Linked DNA regions of Ovis aries: region 2 is linked to region 1. Evidence: chromatin contacts called from public Hi-C data. All regions are on one chromosome and are shown on one strand. The core of a region is the stretch at or near the end of the contact, and the rest is flanking DNA. Distances in the headings are between cores, read along the strand shown.

The links. Hi-C and Micro-C count contacts between places; a contact is called where the count stands out from the background.
Region 2: a contact with region 1 is called in a Hi-C map of hypothalamus, with 1.8 times the contacts expected there. The contact joins the promoter of FAM193A here to the enhancer-like site in region 1. A contact is called at or near these places in 3 of 16 Hi-C or Micro-C datasets (hypothalamus, muscle and tail adipose tissue).

The regions. Positions count from the first base shown.
Region 1 is chr6:116,813,990-116,821,951 of ARS-UI_Ramb_v3.0, forward strand. It overlaps FAM193A (family with sequence similarity 193 member A), which reads right to left. Exons shown (of 18, transcript XM_060417466.1): 2 at 2,444-2,689. Among named protein-coding and RNA genes, the nearest start is that of FAM193A, 65 kb to the right of the region's middle. Within about 2 kb of position 3,737, at least 4 of the 54 cell types and tissues checked have an H3K27ac peak or open chromatin away from gene starts, as enhancers often do. A contact at or near this core is called in hypothalamus, where this site is marked.
Region 2 is chr6:116,879,765-116,887,726 of ARS-UI_Ramb_v3.0, forward strand. It overlaps FAM193A (family with sequence similarity 193 member A), which reads right to left and starts at 2,913. Exons shown (of 18, transcript XM_060417466.1): 1 at 2,566-2,913. The coding sequence starts at 2,814. It overlaps LOC121819857 (a long non-coding RNA gene), which reads left to right and starts at 3,602. Exons shown (of 2, transcript XR_006060230.2): 1 at 3,602-4,111; 2 at 6,173-7,962.

The DNA of each region.
Region 1 (7,962 bases), core at 2,487-4,986:
TGGGTGGGCTTTACTAGATGTCAGTTACGTCTCACTGGGGAAAAACAACGTTCAGCAGTCTTAAGCAGCTTGAACACAGAAGCCCACCACACAACAGCAGCAGAAGGTTTAAACCCACAGGCGCTGGCTGACATGACGCCTCGGGGGCCCCCAGGACCACTTTCTGATGAGGAGAGAAGTCTCATCTGCGGATGCATCGTCCAGGCAAAATGAGAGTCAGGAAACGACACTCTCATCCTGGAAAGACTGATGGGCCATGCCAGGCCTTTCCACTTGCCTCCAAACCAGGACGGACAGAGCAACTATTCCCCCAAGGCAGTCAGGCCGCTGCAGAGGAGTTGGACTGGAAACAGGAGCCGAAGACAGGAAAGCTCGGGGAGCAAAGAGAATGCGTGAGCTGGGGGAGACTCAAGAACGCCCACTGGAAGCGAACAGAGAGCAAACAAGTATCAGGAATGCTAAACAGACCTCCATTAAGCAGCTGAGGGCAAACCTCGACAGCACATTCAAAAGCAGAGACGCCACTCTGCGGACAAAGGTCCGTATGGTCAAAGCTATGGTGTTTGCAGCAGTCACGTACGGATGTGAGAGTCAGAACATTAAGAAGGCTGAGCGCCAAGGCATTCATGCTTTTGAACTGTGGTGCTGGAGAAGTTGGACTTGGCCCTTGGACTGCAAGGAGATCAAACCAGTCAATCCTAAAGGAAATCAATCCTGAATATTCATTGGAAGGACTGATGCTGAAGCTGAAGCTCTAATACTTTGGCCACTTGATGCGAAGGGCTGACTTGTTAGAAAAGACTGGTGCTGGGGGAGGCTGAGGGCAAGAACAGACGGACTGACAGAGATGAGATGGCTGGATGGCATCACCGACTCGATGGACATGAGTCTGTGCAGCTCCGGGAGATGGTGATGGACAGGGAGGCCTGGTGTGCCGCCGTCCATGGGGTCGCAGAGAGTTGGACAAGACTGACTGAACTACTACAAAACTGAAAAAAGACCAAACACTTAAAGTGAACAAGAAAGGAAACGAGAGTGAAATAAGGTGCTAAAAGCACAAAGCTCTGCAGGTGAAGAAGCTAAGGCCGCCCGGGCCAGCCTTTTAGTCTCTCATCCTGTATCCGCTCATTTCTTCACGCGCTCATCCACTCGTTCTGGTGCCCAAGATGTCTGAGGGCAGAGCTGGTGATGGACAGGGAGGCCTGGCGCACTGCAGTCCCTGGGACACAACTGAGGACTGAACTGACTAACCGAGCCCTGCTTCTGGCGAGAAAATACACAGAAAGAGCTGCCCTCTTGGAGCGCATATCCCAGTGAAGGAAAGACAAAGTGAGCGCGTTAGGTACACAGCACATTAGAAAGCAGCGCTGAGGAGAGCAGGGCAGGAAAGAGGGCTGCGCGGGAGCCACACCAGTGAGAAGCCCACTCCTGACAGCGACGGGGCTCTGAGCTGCAGCTGTTGCAGCTCTATGCCAGGAGCCAGCGCGTGAGCTGGCGCTGCCTCCCGGGAAACCCTCAAATAGAAGCCACAGCTCAGCGGAAGGCAGGGAGGGGGTTTCCACCAGGCAGCAGCGGGCCTGAGTAGGGGCTCAAGTGGACAGCAGCCTCAGGGCAGGAAGCAGGAAGTGCCGGGGGCGGGGGGGGGGGGGGGGGGCTGCCACGGCTGCATGCAGGGGCAGGAGCACAGAGACCACTGCTCAGAAACAGTCAGCAGGCGGGGATCAAAGGTACAGATGGCCGAGAGCGCGGGGCCTCGCATGGCTGCAAGGCAACTCCCTCCAGATCCCAAAGGCCAGGTCTGAAAGCCCTTTCGGGACCCCATGGTGGTCCAGCGTCTAAGGCTCTGCCGGCCAGTGCAGGGGACACGGGTTTAATCCCTGGTCTGGGAAGGTCCCACATGCCACGGGGTGACTAAGCCCGACGAGCACCACCGCTCCAGAGCCCGCGTGCCCACCAGCGTGTGCTCTACGATGGCAAGAACTGCAGCGGAAGCCCGCAGCCCGCAGCCCCCTGCGCTCCACGCTGGATGGGGCCCAAGGGCAGCTGCCAAGACCCAGCACAGCCATGAATTGCTTCAAGAAGAAAAACCAAAGGCCTTTCGGAACCAGGGCCCACGAAGACGCTGTCTGGGCTGAAGATGCTGATGCTCTCAAGAAGGCTCCATTGAGCTGAGGCTTGAAAAGGGAGGGGCAGAGTGGGGCGGGGGGCCTGGCCTAAGAATGCATCTGGGAGAGAAGCTCATGGAGGGTCACCAGCAGCGGGATCGCCTAGGGCTGAGCGCACACACAGCCGCCTAGGTTTCAACAGATTGTACCGCCAAAGAAGTCCTGCGACCGGCTGTGAAACGCTGAGACCCGCCCTGTGGGCCGCCGAGCTCGCGGACGGGCCGGCCTGCGGGCAGCGCAGGAGGCGCCGGGCCGGGCGCAGCCCCGCGGGCACTCACCGCCGGCTGCTCGGGGCCGCCGTGGCGCTCGCCCTTCTCCACGGTCCGCCGGCAGTCGGGGCACACCCAGAGCGGCAGGTGCAGCGCGCTGCTGCCCTTGGGCGCCACGGACAGGGCCAGCTTGCTCGCGGTCTTCACGCCACTCTCTAAGAACGGAGAGTCTTTCCGCTCACTTCTGCACAGAAGACAGTAATCCCCAGCAGGGTAGGGTGGTGTTCTATGATTCATGCCAAAATTAAAAGGAGTCTGGAACAGAAAAAAGAAAAACAAAGTGTTTTCAAAACATGAGCCACAAAGCCAGGGCCACTCAAACCTTACCGCTCTCACACTTCAGTGCACACGCGTCCACACTGAGAAACACCAAACTGGGACTCTGTGGATGGAGCTGTGCTGAGCGTTCTAGAGACTCATAATACATACCTCAAACAAAAGAGCGACACCAGAAAGAACATCTGAGGAGGAGGCAGAAGTCTGTCTTCACCCCTTCACCTAGCCTTCTGTGTTTCCCCCACATGCTAGGAAGCGTTAGCCTCAATTCAGACTGAGAAAGCATTCGGGCAGTTTCTTTTTTCTTTTAACCATCAACAAAGTTCAGGGAATTCCAAAATTCAGGGGTCTAGTGGTTAGGACCCCTTGCTTTCACTGATGAGGGCTTGGGTTGAGGACCTAAGATTCCACAGGCTGCTCAGTCCAGCCACGAACAGCAACAGAGGTCGAAGCCCCGGTTCTAGAGGGGTCTGCACTCAGGGCTCAAGGCTGGGGCGGCAATCTAGCTTGAGTGCACCTACAGAGCCAAGCCACCTCTGAGGCGGGCTGCCCAAGTTCAAGTCAAGATAAACATCCAGGAGCCTGACAGCAGCCACACATGAAAACATCCAAGACCGGCCTCCCTCCAAGCGTGTCCGCAGTTACGAATTCAGCTCCAGCCTCACTATCCACCTCCGCTTTTCAAACAGGTCCTAAGCTGGAGGGTGAGGGTAGGCAGGAGGGAGAGGAAAGATCGTGACTCCCGATCCTCTCTAGTGCCAACCTTGCTATCAGAAACATAATGTTAGCCATAAAACACACAGACAGGCGCCCAGGTTTAAAACAGGCCTGAAGTCACCAGGTGAGCAAGCAGCAGCCAAGGGTTAATCCAGATCGGCAGGAGCCCAGAGGCGTCACGTGCCGCTTAGCGGAGCCACCCTGCAAATCCCAGAGAGTGGCTGAGAGAGGCGCAGCTGGCCGCAGGCGAGCAGGGAGGCCAGGCACAGCCTTCCCGACGCAGCCTCACCAGCCAAGGTTCCTGAGCAGAGTGCATGGAGGACAGCGGCCTCTGGCGCCAGGTGGAGGGCCCGCAGACCAGGACCCTGCCGGGGCCATTCTGGCCGGAACATTGCCCACACGCTCCCCCGCTCCCCCGGCTGGCAGCCCGGCTCTGCACCCGGCCCTGGCGCTGCCCGTGCCGTCCTCACCAAGGTGCACACCGCCGCTGGCTGGCCTGACTCTGCACTGACAGAACTGCCGCCACCACGGCCAGAGCGCCCCCAAAGGCTGTCAGCAAGGCCTGGAGGGGCCAGGGGCCGGTGCGCAGACGAGGGGGCGGACGGGGCAGACGAGAGCACGAGTAACTGCAAGGGTGAGACAGCGCCGCTAAGACACAGAAGTGTAACACCTGTTCTTCCCCGCCTACGAGGACCAGCCATCAGACCTGCTTACACCCAGCACACCCGCAGGTGCGCCCTAGGTTTCACCAACCCAGCCCAGCAGCCCCTGCATGTCTGAGGGTGTTCACCTTAATGGCTGAGCACGTTCAGCTGCCCCCCGGGAGCAGCCACCCTTCTCTGTCCCAACGGGTCCCAAGCCCATCGCTGGCGGAACAGCCCCAGGCCTCAGACCTCTGCAGGGTGCCTTTCTAGCCAGAGCAGGAGACGCTGGGCCCGAGGTGACAAAGGTCCCCAGCAGAACCAGAATGTTAAGAGACAGAAGTGAATTGAGAGCACCCAGCTCAGGGTCCATCCCCACAGGGCTTCCTGGGAACCCACTGTGAGCAAGACACTGGCCCAGGCATGGAGACACATGGTGAGTAAGCCAAGATCCCTGCCGGGAGCGAGCGCAATACTCCTCAAACGCAAGGACAAGGCAAGACATCTGCGCTCTCAAGTCGGAACGTCAGCAGCGACTGAGCAGCGAGAGCAAGAAAAACGTCTGCGGTTGAGGACGATGGCCTCCGTCACTGCAGCCATCGAGGGCCTCCTTCAGGAGACGTCTCGAGTGGGGGGCTAAGCCAGAAGCCTTGGGGTGCGGACAGAGCAGAAGCGGGCAGGGAGCCGCGGGGCCTGGCCTCGCTCACATCTGGACATGGAGAAAGAACGTGCGAGGAGGAGAAATGAGAGAAGGGAAGGCGCGAAGAGGCTGGGGTGAAACTGCTACGAAGGCGGAGCCCCCGGGAAGGGGGTCAGACGTCGGGGGTAGTAGAGAGGCTGGGCTGCGCGTGGAGCCGCCTCAGTGGGGGCGGCTCGGGCACAGGGCCTGACGCAGACCATGCATGGGCCAGACGCCCGGGTCCCGCTGGCCTGAGCGACGTCGGACCAGCAGACACAGAACCCCGCCGGCCCGCTGCACGCGGCGCTTCTCCGCCGGGGTGCAGACACGGAGTTGCCAAGGGTGCAGAGCGGACGAGGACAGCGTGGCCTTAATGAGAGCAGAGCTAAGTGAGACCCGGGGGCGAAGCAGCCACGGGAAGAGCTGGCAGAGGGGTGCTGGCGCGGGTGGCGGCTGTGGACACGGGTCCTTCCGGCACAGGGCGCAGGCTGGAGGGGAGGCTCGAGGCTGGAGGGGAGGCTCGAGGCTGGAGGGGAGGCTCGGGGCTGGGGCTGCTCAGCCAGCCTGGAGGCCCTGTGAGGAGGCAGCTCATGCAAGGAGTGTGTGACCCGGGTCTCTCCATACAGAGAAACCCTGGCGTGAGAACAACGAACTCTGGGGTGGTCATCAAACGTGAGGGGAGCGCAGGGGAGCAGAGCTGTCAGACTTTGGGGGCTCATCTACCTGGGCACGGGGTCCCTGGCAGCAGAGGACGGGCTGCAGAGGTGAAGAGCATTACCCACCCAGACAACGTGGAGCTAGACACCCTGGAGAGCAGGCGCAATCCCTTGGGGACACGGTCTGTGAAGCCAGACAAGGAGACGGCGGAGCGCAAACGCGTCCCGAACAGACTTCAAACACTCCGACGCCCGGAGACTCGGCTCAGCATGGCAGCCAGTCTGGCCCTGTCTCCCTGCCTCGTCCTCCCGCCCCGCCCCAGGCCACCGCGCAGAGCTCCCACTCCACAGATTCACGGGCCAGCTCCTGGAGGCGTCTGCAACGAACGGCACCCTGCAGCATCTCCTCTGTTGCCGGGCCTCTCTCACAGTGTCGTCACTTGGAGATGATTCCTTGTGTGGCTCATGAGACTGCTCCTTCCACTCCGGAGCAGTGTCCCTTGGAGATAAGCCACAACTCCCTTACCACTCTGCTGTCTGGACACAGGCAGCCTGTCTCCCGGTTTCAGCTCCACAAACAGCAGTTGCTGCGAGCACTCATGTAGAAATCGTGCTGGGAACACACGCTTTAACTCCTCTTGCATAAACACCAAGGAGCAGAGTAGCTGGGGCGCCGAACTTCTAAGAAGCTGCCGGGACTTCCCGGCGGTCAGGACGCTGTGCTCCCACTGCGGGGGGCACAGGAGCCCTGGTCAGAGAACCAAGATCCCACATGCCAAGTGGCCTGACCAGAAACAAAACCCAAATTGCCAAACCTCCCCTAAAGAGCACTGATGAGGAGTTCCAGATAACCAACATCCTCATCAATGAGGTTTCAATTGTGACCACCACAGTGAATGCGTAGCTCTGGCTCAGTGTGGTTTTCTCAATAAAACATTAAATATCTTTTCACAGGCTTATTCAGTATCTACTCAAATTTTTGGCTTGCCTTAAGGTTAATCAGTTTTATTATTAAGACAGTCAGCTTTTGGCTTCATGGATTTTTCCCTATGAAAAAATTCTTTTGTTTTACTGCATTTTGCTTTTCTGTTATTTCATTACTTTGAGCATCTTCGGGTATAACTGGCTCTTTGACTCTCTACTTTCTTACGGTGGAAGCACAGGACAGTGAGCCCTTTCTCCTGCAGATGGTTGGTGCCGCACATGCCCCTGTTACGCACTGCTTTGGCTACATTTTACAAATTTTGATATGCTGTGTTTCATTCTCATTCAGTTCAAAATATGCAACCACAAAATTAAAACACGCTTGCTCCTTGGAAGAAAAGCTATGACAAACCTAGACAGCGTATTAAAAAGGAGAGACATTACTTTGTCAGTAAAGGTCCATCTAGTCAAAGTTATGGTTTTTCCAGCAGTCATGTATGGATGTGAAAGTTGGACCATATATAAAGCTGAGAGCCAAAGAATCGATGCTTTTGAGCTGTGGTTACTAAAGACAACTCGTGAGAGTCCCTTGGACTGCAAGGAGATCAAATCAGTCAATCCTAAAGGAAATCAGATGCGAAGAACTGATTTATTGGAAAAGACCCTGATGCTGGGAAAGACTGACAGCGGGAGGTGAAGGGGAAAAACAGAGGATGAGATGGTTGGACGGCATCACACACTCGATGGACTTGAGTTTGAGCAAGCTCTGGGATTTAGTGAAGGACAGAGAAGCCTGGCTGCAGTCCAAGGGTCACGAAGAGCTGGACACGACTGAGTGACTGACAGTAATCCACTTCGGGAAATGAAGAACAGCTAGCTGTCAGAGAGCCTCCAACTCTCAGACTGCAGTCTGCATCGCTTTACAGACCTGAAGGCGCCTTAAAATCACGGGGACCAGGCATCTCATAAAGGATGTTAACAGTCTTCATAGCAATATCCAGAAATCACCAAAAGGGAGAGAAAATCACGTAAATACAACAGAGACTCAGAAAGGCTCTTAGTCGGCCCCCAGGTGGGCCAGCCACATTTGGAAACTGAGTGACCTGAAGTCACGCCCAAAGTAGCCACTCACATAGCTGGTGAGCCCAGGCCACCAGACAGGGCCCTGCTGCCGAGCAGAGAGGCAGCGCCAGCCCCTTCAGCTGCCCTCCCATCCCCACCACCACGCCCTTGGCCACAGGGGGGCAGCTGTGTCACGGAGAACCACAGCGGAGGCAAGCCAGGGACCTACCCACCCAAGACTGACCCCCCCAGACAGCGCCTGCTTTCCGCAGGACCCTTTACCTCCCGTAACAGAGATGATGACGCCAAGTCAGTCTCCAGGGTTGTCACTAAAATTGTTACGGTCGGAAAACTTCACAAGGAGGGGACAGGAGTTAGGGCCCGGGGCATAGGGACTGTGTGGGATGGTTAAGAGTGTTGGGGACAGGGAGGTGTGTTTGCCCAGGAAGTGGAGAGCGAGGGGAGTGGAGACGCAGACCCCCAGCTCGGGGCTGGCGGAGCAGAGGCCCGCGCAGGAAGCACGGAGGGCGCGCACGTGGGCAGCAGCGGCAGGTGGGCCGGGCTCAGGGGCCT
Region 2 (7,962 bases), core at 1,663-4,162, 65 kb after region 1:
ACACTTGGCTGTCAGAACAGGACTGGCCAAGACGCATGCCATCATTTTTACATCCTCGCGTCACAATTGAGAGAGCTTCATCAACGGCATCCTGCGGCGGGGTGCCTGTAAAGCCAGCCAGGCTGGCTTCCTGACAACAAGGGTCCGGTTCACACACAACCCCGTGTGCCCACTTGCCAGCCTCCAACCATTTAATTCTCCCAGCAGCACGAGAAGCCACCTACAAAATGGGGCAGTGTGAGGCTGTGCCTCAGGGCACAGAGCCTAGCAAGTCTGTGTCCCCCAGCTTTGCATATTTTGTGTACAGAGTTTTGCTATGCACCGAAGACTCCAGAAGCTAAGTTATGTTTCCTACTTGGCCCACAGTCCTCATTTCCCTGTAGAAGCCAACTGCACATGGAAGCACTCGCTCTGCCTGAAAGCCACCTCTGATGGCAGCAGTCCTGGGTCCATGCTCGGTGCCGTGCGCAGCAAGCTGAGCAGGGGAGCAAAGACCCCTCCTGAGAATCCAGACAGCCCTCCTATTCGATTCTCTTAGGTATCTTCTGCCCTGGCGGACCTGCTGAGATGGAAACACGGAGCCCCAAGAACTGTAAGCCTGGGAAATCTGGGCTGGCGCCCATTTACCGTCACTCGCTGGCCAGCACTGTTTGGGGCGCCGGTTCTGCCCCAGATAAGGGGTCCCAAAAAGCTCACCATCTGAGGGGAAACAATTCAGAAGTTTCAGAATTACACCAAGAACTTTTGTGATTGGTGTCACCTGTTACCATAAACAGTATTTTTATGTGTTTTATTAATAAAACACTTGCAAAGTACATTTAAAACTAAAGACACAGCTTGAAAACTTCAAAGTATAGTAGAAGAGAATGTTTTCAAAGGTGCAGGTCACAATTCAACAGTACATAATAATTTGTGTATTACAACCACCATTATTGTTAATGAAACTGAGCGAAACAAAAGATACCAGCAAGTATCAGAGGATCCTTTTGTAAACCCTGCAGTGTGAAGAGTGTGTGCACATGTGTGAGTGCAAGGTGTGTGTGTACAAGTCTCAAGGTATTTAGCTCTTATAGTGGGTTCACGGTCAAAACTCTGAATTCATAAATTTAACAACAACAACAAAAAAACAGTCCTGTCAAGATAATACTAGACAGACAGTTATCCAAGTTTGAAAAGTGTCATTCGAATAACAACTAAAAGGTTATTTTAGCTAAATAATGCAAAGTAAGTGAGAATTATTAAAACCTAGAATAATGGTATGAAAGGCTACTGTAAGAATTTTTATTGTGCCACCAATTTGTTTTTATTCAATCAATAAAAATGGGTGTATTTTACATCCAGCTGCAGCCAATATTATCAACATTTTTGTAAAGGATTTGCTCAAGCAGACCTCCCTGCCTCCCCTCCCCAGAAGCAGCAAACATGGCCCTTAATTTGCACTCCAACCATGCAAATACATAAGCCTCGCCCAGTATCCTAAGAACGACACCAGTTTCGCTCTCCAGTGTACTGGACAATGGCAAGCTCTGGAGACTGTGAAATGCAGGGGTGAGACCCAAAACAAAGCTGACAATATAAAGAAAGTTCCAACAACTGCAGAGAACACTCAAAACCCTATAAGCTGCAACTAAAGCCCACACGCTTTACTATGTATTCAGATAATAATAGCGCCAGAGAGCCATGCCACGTGCAATGATTTCTTGTCTGTTCTCACTACCTATCGTTCCAACACAACATTTACAATCCCGCATAAAACAATTTGCGTCTCAGAAACGGGCACACAAATAAATACTCCTTACGAGGCTTTCGGTTGTTTTCACTGCTGCAAATGTCTTCAAAGCAACGTAAAACAGTCCTAACAACACAAACTCCTGAAAAAAGAAAAATCCATTCTCTTTCAGCAGCCGACTGAACAAGTGGAAATGACCGCCAACTGCATACCCGGGTACCAGTCCTGGGTCTTGCAAAGTGCTGTGACCAAGAGCGAAATAAAAGTGGCAGCCATCCACAGCTAGCAGCGGCAGTGTGTGCTACTGTCTCCAAAGACAGAAGAAAGGAAAAAAAAAAGACGATTCAAATATACGTCTGAGTAACCAGACCACTCATTACCTCTATCAACAGGGGGTGAAGCGCCAGGGCCGCCCCTCGCGAGGACTGCCAGGTCTCTCTTTTCCAAATGACCGTTTCGCAGGAGCCCAAGAAAACTTGGAGGAGGCGCTCGGCGATGACCGTGCGCCGGGCGCGGAGGAAGGAGGTGGGCACGCGCGGCGAGCCCCGCTCGCCTCCACCTGACGCCCAGTGGCTCCGGAATCGCACCCGAGTAAACCTCAAGGACGGGCCCGGCGGGGCCGAGGCGGCCCCGGGCCGGCCCGTGACAGCGCCGCGCAGGTGGGCGCCGCGCGCTCCCGGGAGATGCGGCACCTGGCGGCGGCGGGCCCCGGGCGCCTCCCACAGCCCGGGGCCGCGGTCCCCCGCGCCGGCCCCGCGGGAGGCTGTCAGCGCGCGAGCCGCCCGGCGCCCGGCGCCCGGCCCCGCACCGTTACCGCCCCCGCCCCCGCCGCTTACCTCAAAGTAGCCTCCGGGGGCGGCGCCGCCCGCGCCCGCGCCGAGGGGCCCGTTGGCCGCCGCCGCCGCCGCCGCCGCCGCCGCCGCGCCGCCCGGGGCCGCCAGGCCCGCGGCCTGGGAGCCGCGCAGCGCCGCCGCCGGGCCGGCCTTGCCGCCGCCCGCGCCGCCGTTGCCCCCGCCCGAGCCGCCGCCGCCGCCCCGCTTGTTCTTCCGGCGCTTGGCCCCGCGCTTGGCGTCGGCCGGGCTCATGGCGGGCGGGCGGGGAGGGCGCGGAGTGGGCGCGGGGCCGCGGGCGGCGGCGGAGGGCGGGGAAGGCGGGGAGGCTGAGGCGGCGGCGGGACGCGCTCTGGCCGGCCGCGGGCGGGGGGCGGGGGGGGCAGGGCGCTGCGCGGGGTCGCCTCCGGGCGGGCGGGCGGGCGGCAGCTGCGGGGCGGCGGCTGGGCGGGAGCGACGGCGAGTCCACCGGGCCCGGCGCCGCCGCTGACCAGAGTTAGAGTCCAATATGGCGGACACAAGGGGAAAGGGATCCCAGTTTACGTCGGGGGAGGGGGAAGGAGCGGCGGGGAGGGGGAGGGGTGTGGGCGCCCTCCTTCCCCCCCTCACCGCCCCCCCCCCGCCTCACTCCGCCCTCTCGAGCTCCGCTCCCCCTCCGGCCGCGCCCTCCCTGCCCGCCGTTAACACGCCTCCGGCTCGTGGGGCACGCCGGGAGCTGGAGTCCGCGCGCCCGCACCCGCCGCTCGGGCCGCCCGGTGTGGGGACTACGATTCCCGTCAGGCCGCGCGCGCTCAAGCGCCCGGACGCCGCGAGGGGCTGCGGCAAGGGGAGAGAGATGCGGAGGTGACGTCACCCCGGGTCCGAGCCGCGCGGCCCCCTCCCCGCCCGCGCCGCGCGGCCTTCTGGGACTTGTAGTCGAGCGGAGGGCCCCGGCCCAGCGCGGGGCCGGGTGAGCGAACTACGAGCCGGCGGTGAGGAGAGTTCCGCCTCTTTGACAGGCTCCCAGACGCCCCCGCGCCCCACGCCCCCGCCGCGGGTCCGCAACCCGGTTCGGCCCTCGGGATGGCGTCGGGCAAGTGAACCTCCGTCCTGGCCCGCGGGGAACGGTTCTGTGACCTTGGCCCGGTTCGAATCCACCTCCTCCACCGCTTGGCCCTGTGACCTTGGGCCGGGGCCCTCGCCTGAGTCCAGGTGACTCAGTGGGACTCGAAGGACCCGTCTCGGGGGCCTGGGCCGCGTTTCCGGACGGAGAGCGCTGGGTCTGGCTGCCGGCTGGTCCGGGGCCTCCCGCCCCGGGCGATGGGGCCGCCGCAATCCTTCAGGTCGCTCGCTTAGAATCGCTGGCCTGGAGGCGCCCTCCCACCTCGTCTTCTTCCTGCTGCCCCTTTGCAGCCACCGCCCGGGCTCCCGGTACCTTGCAACCCCGTGCTGTCCCAGGGCGGTCCAGCCGTTCCTCACGACCTCGCATGCGCCCGCCGCACAAGCCACGAACCCCTTCAGGCCCTCCCCGGCCCTGCAGTGGGGCCGCTTGCCCGTCATCGGCAAGCCCCAGGTACAAGTCTGCCCTCGGACCGGTAGCACAGGGGTCCCTCGTCGGGCCCGGTGTTCAGGAGGGCTCCACCCTTCACAAACACCGAGACACAACACACGGGTTTTACCTTACTTGGTTCCATGGCTGGTTACAGGGCCCAGATGCAGAGGAGCTTGGCGCTAGGGTGTATGGTACGAGGGCCTTCATTTGCATCTCTTCCTGGGCCCCGCAGCCTTCATCTCTGAGCCTGCCAGGACTTGCTGCCTCACCTTCACTCTTGCCCACCTGCAGCCGTGGCCTTTTAATCCTCTGACTGATTAGTGTCACAACCAGAATGAGCTAATACGATCCATTATGTAGGCAGAATAAGACCCCTCCTGGTGAGTGTTGAATGACCTTGCTGCTGAAGGTAGCGTTTGACAGGGTGGGGGTGTTTGTCTTAACACTCCACTGGGTGGGCAATGTTTTGGGCTGCCCCCCTCCCCACAGCTTCCCTGATAGCTCAGTTGGTAAAGAATCCATCTGCAACACAGGAGACCCCGGCTCGATTCCTGGGTGGGGAAGATCCCCTGGAAAAGGGATAGGCTACCCACTCCAGTATTCAGAATCTGCCTGCAATGCAGGAGACCTGGGTTCCATCCCTGGGTTGGGAAGATCCCCTGGAGAAGGGAAAGGCTACCCACTCCAGTACTCTGGCCTGGAGAATTCCGTGGACTGTATATGGGGTCGCAAATAGTTAGACACGATGGAGCGACTTTCACTCTCACCGCGAGTCTGAGTCAGACTCCCCGCTCCCACAGACCCTGTGCTTTTGCTTGTCAGAGCACATCGCACTGGACTGGGATTCCTGGTGTTCACCAGTATCCCCAGAGAAGTCTAGGACGGCCGGGCATCGAATGTCTGCCTCCTGCACCTCTGAACCTTAGCTCCTGCCAGGCAAGGGCTGGACACACATCAATCCCGTCCTTGCTGGATGAATGAGTGGCATAACAATGACCATTTGTCAAGCAGGTTCGCACCAGCCGCTCTGCTGCTGCAGGCTCTCATGCAGTCAGTACAACCAGTCTCCGCACTGGCACCATTAGCCCTCTGCTGTGGCTGAGAGACAAAAGTGCACAGATAGTGCGGGGTTTGCCCAAAGTCACCCAGATAGTCAGAGGCAAGGCCCGGGTTCCAGCTCAGATGTGGCTCAGGTACGACTTGGATTCAGCAGAGCACAGGGTGATACAGTCAAGGGTTCTCTGGTGCCTGGGGACAGAAACCTCTCTGAGGAGGAGAGCTGGACCAGAGCTGGTAACTGTCAGAGCAAAGGCCTTTCAGCCATCCAGACTGAAGCAGGGGAAAGCCCAGCATTCCCTGGGACCTAACAAAATCAAGGGCAGGTTTTATTCTAAATGGAGCTGAGAGTCATGGAGGGTTCTGAGCAAGGACTGTCATGTTGGATGTTTTTGAGAAAACTCTGGCTGTTATATTGAGAGTGGATGTCGGGAGCAAGATTAGAGGCTGGGACACCCCTGAAGGGCACCCAGCAGATGGAGAGGGTGCTCCTGGCAGACAGAATTTACAAACAAAAGGCATAAAGAAGTGATTCTCAGCTTTGACTTTCCATTATCTACCCCTAAGGAAAAATTAAGATATTAAGGAGAGAATACTAAGGAACAAAATTTTGTCTGGTAGAATTGAACTTTGGGAGGGCCACAAACCATTGTCATATCTAAGATTTCTTTCTTCCTTTAAGAATCAGTTCTCACCCCTTGAGAGATGTATTAGTGAGTGTTCTCCAGAGAAATGGAACCAATATGAAACAGATAGATTTATTGTAAGGAATTGGCTCATAAGATGATGGAGGCTCACAAGTCCTGAGACCTTCAGTCAGCAAACTGGAGAGCCAACGGTGCAGTCCCAGTGCAAAAGCCTGAGGACCAGGAGGGCCCATGGAGGTATTCCAGTCTGAAAGCCAGCCAGGTGTGAGACCCAGGAGGAGCTGCTGATATTTCAGTGTGATCCAAAAGGTAGGGAAAAAACAAATGATCCAGCTCAGAGGCGCTCAGGTAACAGGAGCTGTCTTTTTCTTCTACGCAGGCCTTGAACTGATGGGTGAGGAGGGCACATTGAGGAGGGCAATCTGCTTTACTGAGTCGACCGATGCAGACGTTAATCTCATCCCAAAATGCACTCTCAACAGACACCTCCAGAATTAAGTTTAACCAAATATCTGGGCACCCTAGGACCCACTCATGCTGACCTAAAATAACCGTCACAAGGGAGAATGCAGGACGTAGGGTCAGGAGGGTCTTTGTGTACTCAGAAAAGGAGAAGCAGCTTGGTCTGGCAGGAGCACAAGTGGCCACGGGGAGACATGGACAGTGGCCGTGGAGCGGCCTCAGGCATGGAGATGGCCACTCAGAGCGCCCTGCTGATTTGGGAATCTCTTAGAACCACTTGCAGGAAAATGTGGCATATGTTGGATATTTTTGTAAAAGTCAAGTTTTATTATTTTCATGTGTACTATTAATGAAGATACGAGTATGTTTTAATAGCACAAGACGATTTTGTAAGAAAAGTTAGGTGAGTTCATTGTCTCACAATTCATAATCAGGGAGCATTACGCAATAATAATCATTACCTCGAAAGCCTTTTCTAATTTGTGGCTTTATTAAGTCTGCAGAAAGAGAAGCTGAGCACCCCTGCTCAAGCCATTTCCTTGCCCCAAGTAGAACTCATGGCAGTGAGCTCCCACCCCCAGGCAGAGCAGAGGGCACGCTCTGCAGAAACGACACAGTGTAAGAGCAGCCGTGGGCATGTTAAGTGAGTAAGTGAAGTCGCTCAGTCGTGTCCGACTCTTTGCGACCCTGTGGATTGCAGCCCACCAGGCTCCTCACTCCATGGGATTCTCCAGGCAAGAGTACTAGAGTGGGGTGCCATTTCCTTCTCCAGGGGATCTTCCCGACCCAGGGATCGAACCCGGGTCTCCCGCATTGGAGGCAGGCGCTTTAACCTCTGAGCCACTAGGGAAGCCCTATGGACATGTTACCATTTGGCGATCCCAAAGAACCAGGCAGTTCTTGCAGATCACCCAGAACTGGAGCCCACCGGTCAGAAGCTCTGCCCACATGGAGCTTCTAATCAGCTTTTAATCACATTGCTTGTGAACATGAAGGAACAGTGAAGGATCACCAGTCATTTAAGAAATAGCTCAAGTGTGAATATGAAAAAATGTGTGGGCAGGGTGGGCAGGCAAAGAAACTGTTAATGGAGGGAATCAAAACATGTTTTCAAAAACTGCTAATAGCCTCAGAGATGTTTAAGAAAAGAGTCTTGAAAATTAAAATTATAGCCAACATTGTAAAAGAAATTCAATAGAAGGGCTACAAGATAAAGGTAAGGAAATTATTCAGGAAGTAGAACAAAAAGAAAATTAGAAGGAAGTTATACAGGAAGTAGAACAAAAAGAGACAGAAAATTAGAAATGACTTAAAATCTCACTTCAGGAGCCTTAACAACTTTCCCCTAAGGATTCTGGGGGAGGACTTCTCTTGAGGTCCAGCGGTTAAGGACCCACTTTCCAGTCCAGGGAACATGTTCAGTTGGTGGTCAGGGAGCCAGATCCCACGCGCTGCAGGGCGGCTGAGCCCTCCCCAACCCCAGCTGCCCTGACTGAGCTTGCCTGCTCCGGAGAGTTTGCACTGCAAATAAAGCCCTCACACCTGCAGTGAAGACCCAAATAAAAACAACTCGAGGGGGAACAATGGAGGGAAACAGCTTTTAAAAGAAAGAAGGTGGGACTTGTCTGGTGGTCCAGTGACTCAGACTCCGCACTCCCACTGTGGGGGCCCAGTGTTGATCCCGGGTCAGGGAACTAGGTCCTGCAT